Regions from separate parts of the Sus scrofa genome. Here all the other regions are linked to region 2. Evidence: chromatin contacts called from public Hi-C and promoter capture Hi-C data. All regions are on one chromosome and are shown on one strand. Each heading gives the region's core, a stretch centred on a gene start, on an enhancer-like site or on the middle of the called end of the contact. The rest is flanking DNA. Distances are from core to core; before and after follow the strand shown. Region 1 has its middle 42 kb from the start of C6H16orf95. Region 2 holds the start of MTHFSD (methenyltetrahydrofolate synthase domain-containing protein). Region 3 holds the start of MAP1LC3B (microtubule associated protein 1 light chain 3 beta). Region 4 holds the start of LOC100624067 (cytochrome c oxidase subunit 4 isoform 1, mitochondrial).

Region 1 (2,700 bases), core at 40-2,539, 520 kb before region 2:
CTCATGGGTACTAGTTGGGTTCATTAAGCACTTAGCCACAATGGGAACTCCAGACAAACCTAATTTGAAGGACATTCTGCACAATAACTGACCCCAGACAGCCCAGGCAGACTGAGGAATGTTCCAGGTGAGAGGAGACTAAAGGGACAGGGTAGTGGAATGCAGTGTGTGTTCTGGGCTTTTCTTTGGATGTTTTTGGGACAGTGGGTGAAATCCAAGTAAGGCCTGTGGATTAGTGACATTATATCAAAGCTGATTTCTCTATTTTGAGATGCTTTCCAACTGTAGTTGGAAAGAGAATATTCCTCTTTAAAGACACTCATGTTAAGTACATAGAGGCTGAAGGCATCGCATCTGTGCGGCAGCTTACTCGCTAATGGCTCTGAGAAGAAGTGTGCAAGAGAAAATGAGAAGGCCGATGTGGGAAGGTGTTGACACTGGAGGTGTCCAGTTTAAGGGCACCTGGGATTTTTTATACTATTCTGAATTTTTTTTTGCTAGTCTGACACTATAAAAATAAAAAGTCTTAAACAAAAAGAATCTTCCCCTTATTTATTTATTTTTTGTCTTTTGTCCTTTTATGCTCGCAGCAGCAGCATATGGAGGTTCCCAGGCTAGGGGTCCAATCGGAGCTGTAGCCGCCAGCCTACACCACAGCTCACAGCAACGCCAGATCCTTAACCCACTGAGCGAGGCCAGGGATCGAACTTGAGTCCTCATGGTTCCTAGTCAGATTTATTTCCGCTGTGCCATGACGGGAACTCCCAAGAATCTTCCCCCTTAAAAAAACATAACATACCCAAGGACCTCTGCACTGTCACCAACAGGGTGTTTGATGTGCTAGTTGGCTTTCTCTCCTGTCATGGCCACCCGGCTGTCCCCGGGATGGCCATCAGAGCACTCTTAAACAGCGCCAAGCTCCTGCCCCTCTCAGCCGCCCTCCCTGCAGGCCTCTGGCAGCCTTTCTTCCTGAGCTGCTGGTACAAACAGGTCCTGTGTGGGGTATGTCCTGGGTTCCCGGTATTTAATCTTCACATTGGCCCTGATCTTATTTCTGTTTTTAGTTGAGGAAACAGGCTCAGAAAGAGGACGTCAAGGCTAAGTTTGAAAGCGGGTGTGTCCTGCTCTGTTCTTGGGCACTTCGCCTCCCCTTCCCCTGCATCTTGTTCTCTCCTTCAGTTGTTTCTCATCTGTCTTCCCAGCCTCAGCTCCTAATTGAGGGAAGGCCCTCATTCTGTTCTGCTCACTGGTGTGTTCCGAGGACCTGGCTCAGTGCCTGCCCTGTGGCAGGAACTCTGTAAATATCTCCCGGATGAAAGGCCATCATGAGGCTCAGCACACATAGTACACGCCCCTGGGGTTGAACCTCGGCTCAGATCCTGCTTCTGCTACTGAGAAGCTGTGTGACCTTGGATAAATTAACCTCCCTGGAATACATTTCTGAATCTATGAAATACAGATTCTCCCTCTGCCTCATAGGGGTTGTGGTGACAGAGCTGACGCACCAGAGTGCTTATTGCAGTACCTGGCATTGTGTAGACACTCCGTCCATATTTACTGAATGAACACATGAATGAAAGTTTCAAGAGGCCTCCATCTCTGGGTGACCCTGGCTCCTCCTGTAGCAGTGTTTATTGGGAGCAATGTGGAGGAACCTACCTGGAGACTTTAACTTCTGTTTCAAACCACGTGGAACTGTTATCTATATATTTATTTGTGTATTTCCAGTGTCTCCCCCTCCAGTGTGTGCTGGGCTGGAGGGGAAGCCTGCCTGCCTTGTTCAGGCTGTACCCCCGGCATGCCCACGGCTGTGGTTGAGAGTAGGCAGGCCTGCGTGCTGGTTGACTCAGCTCCTTTCACTTCCTGAAGTATTTCCTGGGGCTCCCCCTGTGCCAGGTCCTGTACTGGGCACTGAGCACCTGCCTTCCTGCCCTTGATTTCTTCCCCAGGCCCCCAACTTGGCTGTCGGTCAGGGCTCCCTTAGCCTGGTCCTTCCCCATAGAGCTTGCCCTGGACTGCTCTCCTGGTCTTAGGAAGCCCTGTGCCCTCTGGCTCACAGCCCGTTCGGTACTTGACTTTTGAAATATGCTGCTGGGCAGCTCTGAAAGGTCCCATTATCGCAGCTCCTGCAGCAGATAAGTGAGTGCACAGAGGCCAGTCCAACCTCCTTTCCACACCTCATGTCTATTCCTGAATGGGACTGAAGAGGCTAAACTGCTCAAGAGATCTCTGCAGGGCCAGGTCGCTGGACACCTCGAAGCTGGGAGCCCGTAGTCCTATGCTTGCTTGCCAGTAGGTGGCGCTGTCACACATTTTATGGGCAGGGAGGTGAAGGAGAGCAGCGCAATCTCGGTTTTATTCCCTAGTTTGACTTTAAGATGGGGGAAATCTTGGGCAATTGGACTAGTTTTCTGGAAGAAAAAGATTCTGAAAATGAGTTAAAAATTTCGATCAGGTTCTGTATCTGAATTTTGAGTTCTGCTTCTGTAAGGACTTGTCTTAGAGGTCAGAGTTTTTTTTTTTTTTTTTTTTTTGTCTTTTGTCTTTTTTGTTGTTGTTGTTGTTGTTGCTATTTCTTGGGCCGCTCCCTCGGCATATGGAGGTTCCCAGGCTAGGGGTCCAATCGGAGCTGTAGCCGCCAGCCTACGCCAGAGCCACAGCAACACGGGATCCGAGCCGCATCTGCAACCTACACCACAG
Region 2 (2,700 bases), core at 96-2,595:
AAGCTGACATTCATTTAGTGGCCTCATGTCTGCCATACATGCCCTACCCACCCAGGCAGCTGGTGACCCTGCCTTGTTTCTGTCTGCAGCCCCCGTGCTTTGCATGGTACCTTGGAGCATAATAGGTGCACAAGAGGTGTTTACTGAATGAATGTATGACTTTTCCAAAACCTTCCTCCCTAATCAATGAGGGAAAAGGTCATGCATGCATACCGGGTGCCAAGATGTTCTACTCCTGACATCTCATTTAATCGTCTTTTGGGGTAGGTACTGTTAATGTCACCATTGTACAGGTGAGGAAACAGCTCTAGAGATCTTAAATAACTAACACCCAATTTTCAGCTACAAGTGAGGGAATCAGAATCTCATAACTCATTACTTTACTGCCTCTTTGAGATTAGGGTTACGGTCTTGGAAATTAGAGGCAATTTAAAAAGTTAAAATAGAAATATCTATATAAAATAGTCTATATGGAAATATACGTTTATATAATTTCAAAACCATATATACACACAGTAGTCACAGTAGTGTATTCACGAAGGCTTCTGAACACATGACTCAATGTCTATGAAATTTAGCTTTTTATATTACCAACTTGCAAGCCTGTAATTAACCCTGTGGCATACAAGGATTCAAAATCAGAGCCTGCAGAAAGCAGACTGCTCCCTGGGAGGTGCAGACAGGGCTTTGATTGTAGGACAGGGCAGGGAGAGAGAGAGGTGAGGAGACCCCGCTTTTCACGGAGATTGCAGACTGTGGGATGGATGTTCCGGGCCCCCGGGAATCACCATCCGACCTCAAAGTGACCACCGGGTGCCATGGCGACGAGAAGCGAGGCTCCAGGGGGGCCTGTACAGGATGGACTGAAGCCTGGAAGCACAGAGCAGCTCCCCAGGCGGAGGGGACTCTTCTGGCTTTTCGGGAGCCAGCCTTTGTTGTTATTGAACTAGTCATACTTTTCGGAATTGTGTGTGTGTGTGAGGATAGTGCAGGGAGAAGTCGAGGAGCAGAAAACAATGTCGTGTGCCACGTCTAGCGTCTCAGAAGAGAGGAACCGCATCATGGGCGAGGAATCCAGGCGGCGTCCAGGAAGAAGGCGGCCCCCTGGGGAACCAAAAGAGGAGGTGGGTGTGTTCGAATTGGCAGTGGGCGCTGAGAGGCCAGGGGCACGGGACACCCCAGCCACACCCCGCAACGCCCCGCAGACGCCTGCGGGAGCAGGCGCTCAAGACGGTTCCGGTCCAAGACCTAAGGCTCAGGCTCGCGGAGTTGCACGCGCACGCGCCCTGCAGAACGTTCCCACCAGGCCTCCGCGGCGGCGCCACGCCCCTCACCCCCCCGCTGCAGCCAGTGCGCAGGCGCGGGGAGAACGCGCGCGGGTGACGTCATTTGGAGCCGGACTCCGCCGGGGAAGGTGTCGCGCTCTGACGGCGTCGCCATGGAGCCCAGCGCGGGTGAGGCGCCGCCGAGGGGCTCACCTGAGAGACGCGCGCGGGGCGCGGAGGGGCCGCCCGGGGTGCGGCAGAGGGCCCGACAGAGGCAGGCGGGGACTTGGAGAGGCAGGTGGGGTCGCAGCGGGGTTTGGAGTTGACCCTGCGGCGTGTGAGGACCGGACGCCCAAGCTGGTCGGTGGACCAGGTGGGACAAGAGCTAGGAGGGCTGTCTTGCGGGCACCTGGTGGTGTCCTTGCGGCCCCGTGAGGTCTGCCTCCCGTGTCGTCCGCGGCAGTGGAGGCTCACTGCTCTTGGCCGGGCAGGACTGGAATTAACCGGAACGCTGGGACGTTGCACCGCCGACCTCTTAACGACCGCTTTCCGAGATCTCGTGGCTCTCCTAGGTCCTGGGGAGGCTCGCCCCAGAGCCCCCGAGCTTTGGAGATTGACGGCCGGGTTGCCGGGCAAAGCTGTTCCTACCCAGGGTCTGTTACAGGCGGGTGCCGCAACTGTGAATAACCCCCTCCTCCCTTCCTGCACCGGCGGCACGTGAACAGCGCAGTTAGCAGGTGCTGAGAGTTTAGGGAGAGGGGTAACGAAGAGCTGGAGACGCCTGCTGCTCTCGGGACTGAGCTCTGGGCTAGAGGTTCAAGGAGGAGTGAGACCTGGGCTCACCTGATGGGCAGTTACGGAACAGGGTGTATTTCCACATTACTTTATGTCGCCTTTTATCATCTTAATCCTTTCCCACGTTTTGGTACCTTTCCAAGGGCAAAGGACCTGCCTTTTAGTCTCCCCCTCCCTCACAATTAGCTCGTTGCTTTCTAAATGGGAGTAAGCGCCATGTTTGTGATTAATGGACCCCAGAACGAGGGACCCAGTCCTTCCATGCCTTACGTCGCACACAGCCTCCTGCATGGCGTTGGGGATGGCGTGGGGCCTCTGGGCTGTTAGTGAAAGTGGTAAGGTCATAGCCTTGTAATAGTTGGTCAGTGTAACGGCTTTCGTTTGAAAAAGCAAGTGGGGAGGAGGCTCTGGGCTCCTCCTGTGGGAGGTTCCTAAAGGAGGGATGTCTGTCTGTGACCTAGCGCCCGGAGAGTGCTTTCTGGGCAGGCGAAGGAAGGGAGGAGAGGAGACACAAAGGCCTGAAAGAACAGGGGGGCGGGTGTGTGGGGCCAGAGACCAATAGTGGTGGGATACTTTTTGGATGGAGGAGAGGGTGAAGTGGCCAGCAGGGCTTTGCAGCTCATCCCATACCCTGTGCCAG
Region 3 (2,700 bases), core at 84-2,583, 620 kb before region 2:
TAACCAATCAACTGCCTCAAGAGGCTGAAAGGCTACCCTGGGCAGGTGCAGGTCGTGGTGAATCTCATTTACTGGAGCTTCTCAGGCACAAGAAATGAAGTCATTATCCATCATTATCTCGTTATCAATAATGAGATCGACAAAACCATCTCCAAACTCAAGGGAACGCTCAGCTCTTGAGACTCTGGGCAAGTGGACCGTCGCAGAGGAGCAGTATCGCTGCTCAAGATCCTACAGCAGATTAGATTAGGGCAGGAAACTCACGGCGACAAGGCAGGAAGGAAGGCTGGTCCCGCCCGACTCCACCTGGCTTCCCAGAGCTGCGACAAACAAGCCCCACACATGGACATCCAGGGACGCCGCGGTGTTATTGCAGAACTGACCCCACGTGCTTAAAAGGAGGAGTAAGCATTGCACGGGTATGACTACCCATCACTTCCTTCCCATGGCTCTGTGCGCAGGAGTAAATACTGCGATGGCACTGCTACTTTCAGTGTCCATCGAGGGCCTGTAACCTAAGTGGCGATTCTACCCGAACCGGGAGAGAACCGCTTCGCTGCGGTGTCACAGAATGCTGTCTGTCGCGGGCCAGGTAGAAAAGCCACCCACCCTGGCCCGGGTGCCCCAAACAGGATCCAGTCGGGGCTGCCCGGGAAGGGGCGGGCGCGAGGACGGCGGCCTCGGAGTCGCTCCTCTCCGCCGAGGCCCAATGTGCTCAGGTTCCACGCGCGACCCTCACCTGAGGGGCGGCTCAGCAGGAGACGACTTCCTTGCACACTCGGTGCCACCACTTCAGAGTACGGGCGCCAGCCGGGGCCCGGGCCAGCCGCCCCCACAAGACGACCCTCCCGGGCACGGCGCGGCCTGGTCGTAGGGGCCGTCAAGGGCCGGAGGGCCCAAGTGGGTGCGTGTCACAGGCTGCCCGGGGCCAAGAGGTGATTCAGCAGCGCCGCGTCTCGGCGCCCTCGGCCCCGGGCCCCGGGCCCCGCCGCCCCGCCGCTCCTCGGCCCCCAGGCCGGGCCCTCCGGCCGTCCCCGCCTCAGCCCCGCAACGCTCGGCGCCCGCTTCGGCCCCCCAGCGCCCCGAGGCCCGGCAGCCCTCGGCCGGTCTCCGCCTCCGGAGCCCCCCCAGCCCCCGGCCTTCTGTCGGCGGCCGGCCCGCGGCACCCACCGAAGGTTCGGCGCTGTTTGAAGGTTTTCTCGGACGGCATGTCGCGGCAGGCTGGGCGGCGGCGAAGCGGAGTATCCTGCGATTCCAAGAGGCGGTGGCAGCGGTGGCGGCTCCGACACTGGCGACAGCAGCTTCTCTTGTGTCTCCTCAGCCCGTAGCCGCGTCAGGTGACCCGCGCGGCGTCCCGGGAGGCGGGGCAAGGGGCGGGCCGACGCCGCCGCCATGGCGGGTGTGGCGGAAGGGGGCCCCGCGAGTCGCCTGGGGAAGGGGCGAGGCGCGGGCGCGGTGGGGAGCGTCCCGTGCGCATGCGTACGCGCTGGCCATGGGAGCGGGGACGGACGCGCGCGCCGCGAACACGCGCGGTGTTGGCCCTTCTTCTGTTCCTGCGGGGATCACTGTCGAGAAAAATGTCTCCCCCTGAAAATAAGGGAGCGTTGTGCCCCTGCCTCTTGAGAGCTCATGTCTAGGAGCTGCTGGTTCTTTCTTTGCCGCTGGCTTTCCTCATCAAGCACATCGCAGTTTTCTTTTCTTCTTAAAGGAAACTGTCCACTTAAAGACACATTGTTCCAACTACGAAAAGAACCACAGCGGCATTATTTCAGGTTATGGTCAGTGGAGTCCGGCCTTGGAGCCTGTGATTTCTGGATGCCCCAGAGCGCTGGGATTTCTGTTGTCAAGTAAGTAAGCCATTGGCAGCACCTGCACTGACCAGGCAACGTTCATTGCCTTTCACTCACCTCTGTGGCTTTTTTTTTTTTTGTCTTTTTGCCATTTTTTGGGCGGCTCCTGCGGCATATGGAGGTCCCCAGGCTAGGGGTCCAATCGGAGCTGTAGCCGCCGGCCTACACCACAGCCACAGCAACCCGGGATCCAGAGCCGCGTCTGCGACCTACACCGCAGGTCACAGCAATGCCGAATCCTTAACCCACGGAGCAAAGCCAGGGATCGAACCCGCAACCTCATGGTTCCTAGTCGGATTCGTTAACCACTGCGCCACGGCAGGAACTCCTCACCTGTGTTGTATTGAAGGACGATTTCCCAGTTACCTTGAATAAGTAACCATTTCCTGGGTCTCAGCGTCATTTGCAAAAGGGCAACAATATTTTTAAAACTCCCAAGTGTTTTCTAAGAAGCTAATGAAAGTGGCGTGATAAAATATAGATGACTATCAATATTTAGTTATGAAATTGTTATTGCCCATCTCAAACATCTGATAAATATGTATCTATGAACATCACTTTATTCTTTCGCTGTTTTTGCTCTTTAATATTGCCAATGAAATTAATCAATGAACAATAAATAGTAAGAATAGAAAAAAACTTTTATTTGACCCAAACTGAGGACTAGCCCAGAAGCCTGCTTCCCAGATTACTCTGAGGAGCTGCTCCAGAGAAGCAGGGTTTTAGCGTAGTTTTTTATCTTGCCTGCACAAAGAACATTAAACAAGTCAGGGTTTCTAAAAAAGAACATTCGAGCATATACACAGCAAGTCAGCATAGTCTCGAACCTGGGAAGGGACTCATTATCAAA
Region 4 (2,700 bases), core at 87-2,586, 580 kb after region 2:
AATTGCTCGCCTGCCAATGAGGTTAAATACTCTGGTAGCCAACATCCTGAAAGATAAAAATGTACCCTTTCTATGAATGAGAGTAAACACCTACCAGGCAAGAGTCTCCTTTTTGCCCCAGTGCATTTTGGGAGTCACTGGAGTTCCTTTTTTTCTTCCCAACATAACTGATCTCTCAATTCACACCTAGGATGAGGTTTGTTTTTTTTCTTTTCTCGGCAGTCAACACGCCTTAGTGGAGCTGCGTTATAAACCAAGCACTGTAACATGTACACACTTTAAGCAATTCGTAGAACAGTGGCTTTCTTAAAAAGCAAAGAGAAAAAAAAAATTTAAAGGAGACTCTGAAAAAGACAGAATCCGCTCCCCTTTGTGGGCCCCATTGTTTAGAGAGAAAAGATAAATAGGTCAAAGGGACTGTGACAGGCACTGCGTTCACCGTTTGGTTAAAAACCCCATAGGTGCAATCAACAGAAAAGCGAAACCTGGAAGAAAGGCTGCAAGCAGGGTCCCCGTGCATTTCCAATCCCTGCAGGACCATAAATGCCCTGGATGACTCACCTCTCACCTGCACCTTTCCTGAATCTAGCCCATTTCCCCTACCTACCGGTCCCTTAGAACTGCACCTTTCAAGGGACTGTTAACAATGAAAAGGACCTCGAATGACTTCCAAAAATACCCATCACAGGCAGAATAAAGAGAAGCATGACGTCAGGATCGAACTGGCTCCCGTCTCCCACAGTTTCTCCCAGGGCCTGGCCCGCGCGTGGGCGGATGCTGAGCGCCTTCCAGGCCGGGAAGCCGAGCCCCTTCTCCGGAGCACCGTTCTGCCCGGAGCGGTGGCAAAGCTCCGTCTAATCGGGTGGCCGGGAGGCCGCAAGGCGACCTGCCCTCGGGCCGGCGCCCGCGGCCAGCGGACGCTCAAGGTCAGAGCCGGAAGCCAGCCCGCGGCCGCGACAAGTAAAGCGGCGATGGGCCGGGTGCTTCTGGCCGGCACATAGGCTGCGACACGGCAGCCCCCGAGACCAGAGCCCCCGCAGGCCGACCTCAATGTCACCGGGATCCGAGGCCCAGCCGCCGATTCCTGCTGGCGCCGGGCGGCGAGCACGCAAACCCGAGGGTTCCCGGCGCCCGACCCGCCAGCGCCTCGTAGCGTGAACCGGCCGCCGCCCGCCTCACCTGCCTCGGTCGCTCAGCACTGCCTCGGCGCCTGTCGCGACCGCCCTCTACGCCCCGGCTGCCCGCGACCGGAAGAGAGCGCGACCCTGCCGCGGAGCACCACGGGATCGAGAGGGGACTCCACCCCGCGCCCGGCCGCGCCGAAGGTCACAGGACCGGAAGTGGAGAGGGCCGCGAACGTCGTAAAACGCCGGGCCGGGGTGCTTTCCGGCGGACAGTGGGGGACCGCTTTCCGGCGGCGCGGGCGAGAAGAGCGACTGGAGGCTGAGGCGGGCGAGTTGGTTTCTACCCGGCGGGAGCCAGCGTCCGAGGAACCGGAACCGAGTGGGGCCGGGCCTGCGGAGGTCTCCAGAGCCGCGAGCCCGCGCCGGGCAGCCGCTGCCTCGTCCTGCTTCTCCCCTGAGGCGCCGCGCGGCTGGGAGGCGGATCCAGGCCTCGGCCGGCGCCGGGCCTTCGGGGCCCTCCCGGGCTCAGCATGCCCGGGGTGAAGCTGACCACCCAGGCTTACTGCAAGATGGTGCTCCACGGCGCCAAGTACCCGCACTGCGCCGTCAACGGACTGCTGGTGGCCGAGAAGCAGAAGCCACGCAAGGAACACCTCCCCCTGGGCGGCCCTGGCGCCCACCACACCCTCTTCGTGGACTGTATCCCCCTTTTCCACGGCACCCTGGCCCTCGCCCCAATGCTGGAGGTGGCCCTCACCCTGGTAAGCGTGGGAAGGGGCCTGCCTCGGAATCAGCGGGACAGGAGACGGGCTGGCGATTGGCTTCCGAGCAGTCCTAGCTGGAAGCTCACAGTGGTCCGGCCGGAGTCCAGACCCGCCCCCGAGGTCGCCGTGACCATGAACGGAGGACCCGCGAAGGCAGATAGGTTTTCCCTGCATTTAGCACGCGCCCGGTAGGCGGCCGCTAGCAGTAGCCGCAGCCAAGGGAGATGCCGTAACCGTCCTGGGTGGCATTAGAGGCGCTTTGGGCGACAAGTAGTACATTAATTTTCTCAAGCCAGTAGCTTTTATAGAAGCAAGCTGTCATTAACTGAGTAATGATTCGATAGCGTTTGTAGTTGGGATTTTGAGTTGCCGGAAGTTTTGACGCTGCGGTTTGGCTCTTGAGCAGCTTCACGTGTAGGGATCCGTGTCTGGCGTGTGCATAAAGATTGTGATTCCTCCGATGTTACTGCCCCAGACTCCCAGGATGGAGACACGCTTAGAAAGGCAGCGTTGGCATCATGGGCACTGTTGCCCTAGAATGCACGTGAGGACTCTGTAAGAAGAGGTTGTCTGTCCCCCTTAGTGACAGCTAGAGTAACTGGTGGTTTTAAAAGCTGGAGCTGATGTGCCTGCCGGCCAGCACATTTCTGTGTGTCTGCTTAGGACTGCTTCATTGAAGTACAGTGGGAAAAGATGTGTCAGACAGACAGACAGACTGGCTGGTCATTGAATCCTAGGCAGTAGCCTTCCCGGAAAAAAGCCCATCTACAAATTTGAGTTAAAACCTTAGGGAGAAATAAACTGGCCTCAAA

Evidence for each region. Promoter capture Hi-C pulls out the DNA fragments that hold promoters and counts their contacts. Hi-C and Micro-C count contacts between places; a contact is called where the count stands out from the background.
Region 1: a contact with region 2 is called in a Hi-C map of fetal liver, with 2.2 times the contacts expected there. The contact joins the enhancer-like site here to the promoter of MTHFSD in region 2. A contact is called at or near these places in 20 of 47 Hi-C or Micro-C datasets (alveolar macrophages, brain, embryonic fibroblasts and 13 more) and 1 of 2 datasets of contacts at active chromatin or transcription factors (skeletal muscle).
Region 3: a promoter capture Hi-C map of liver shows a contact between it and region 2, with 5 times the contacts expected there. The contact joins the promoter of MAP1LC3B here to the promoter of MTHFSD in region 2. A contact is called at or near these places in 1 of 5 promoter capture datasets (liver) and 3 of 47 Hi-C or Micro-C datasets (embryonic fibroblasts, heart right ventricle and omental adipose tissue).
Region 4: a promoter capture Hi-C map of liver shows a contact between it and region 2, with 8 times the contacts expected there. The contact joins the promoter of LOC100624067 here to the promoter of MTHFSD in region 2. A contact is called at or near these places in 2 of 5 promoter capture datasets (fetal skeletal muscle and liver) and 1 of 2 datasets of contacts at active chromatin or transcription factors (alveolar macrophages).

Annotation. Positions count from the first base shown.
Region 1 is chr6:2,037,237-2,039,936 of Sscrofa11.1, forward strand. No RefSeq gene overlaps it. Among named protein-coding and RNA genes, the nearest start is that of C6H16orf95, 42 kb to the left of the region's middle. Within about 2 kb of position 1,290, at least 13 of the 83 cell types and tissues checked have an H3K27ac peak or open chromatin away from gene starts, as enhancers often do. A contact at or near this core is called in fetal liver, where this site is marked.
Region 2 is chr6:2,559,796-2,562,495 of Sscrofa11.1, forward strand. MTHFSD (methenyltetrahydrofolate synthase domain-containing protein) reads left to right here and starts at 1,346. Exons shown (of 8, transcript XM_003126813.4): 1 at 1,346-1,454. The coding sequence starts at 1,439.
Region 3 is chr6:1,939,736-1,942,435 of Sscrofa11.1, forward strand. It overlaps MAP1LC3B (microtubule associated protein 1 light chain 3 beta), which reads right to left and starts at 1,334. Exons shown (of 4, transcript NM_001190290.1): 1 at 1,171-1,334. The coding sequence starts at 1,210.
Region 4 is chr6:3,136,283-3,138,982 of Sscrofa11.1, forward strand. LOC100624067 (cytochrome c oxidase subunit 4 isoform 1, mitochondrial) reads right to left here and starts at 1,337. Exons shown (of 5, transcript XM_021093705.1): 1 at 1,180-1,337; 2 at 1-46. The coding sequence starts at 45. EMC8 (ER membrane protein complex subunit 8) reads left to right here and starts at 1,348. Exons shown (of 5, transcript XM_003481777.4): 1 at 1,348-1,885. The coding sequence starts at 1,655.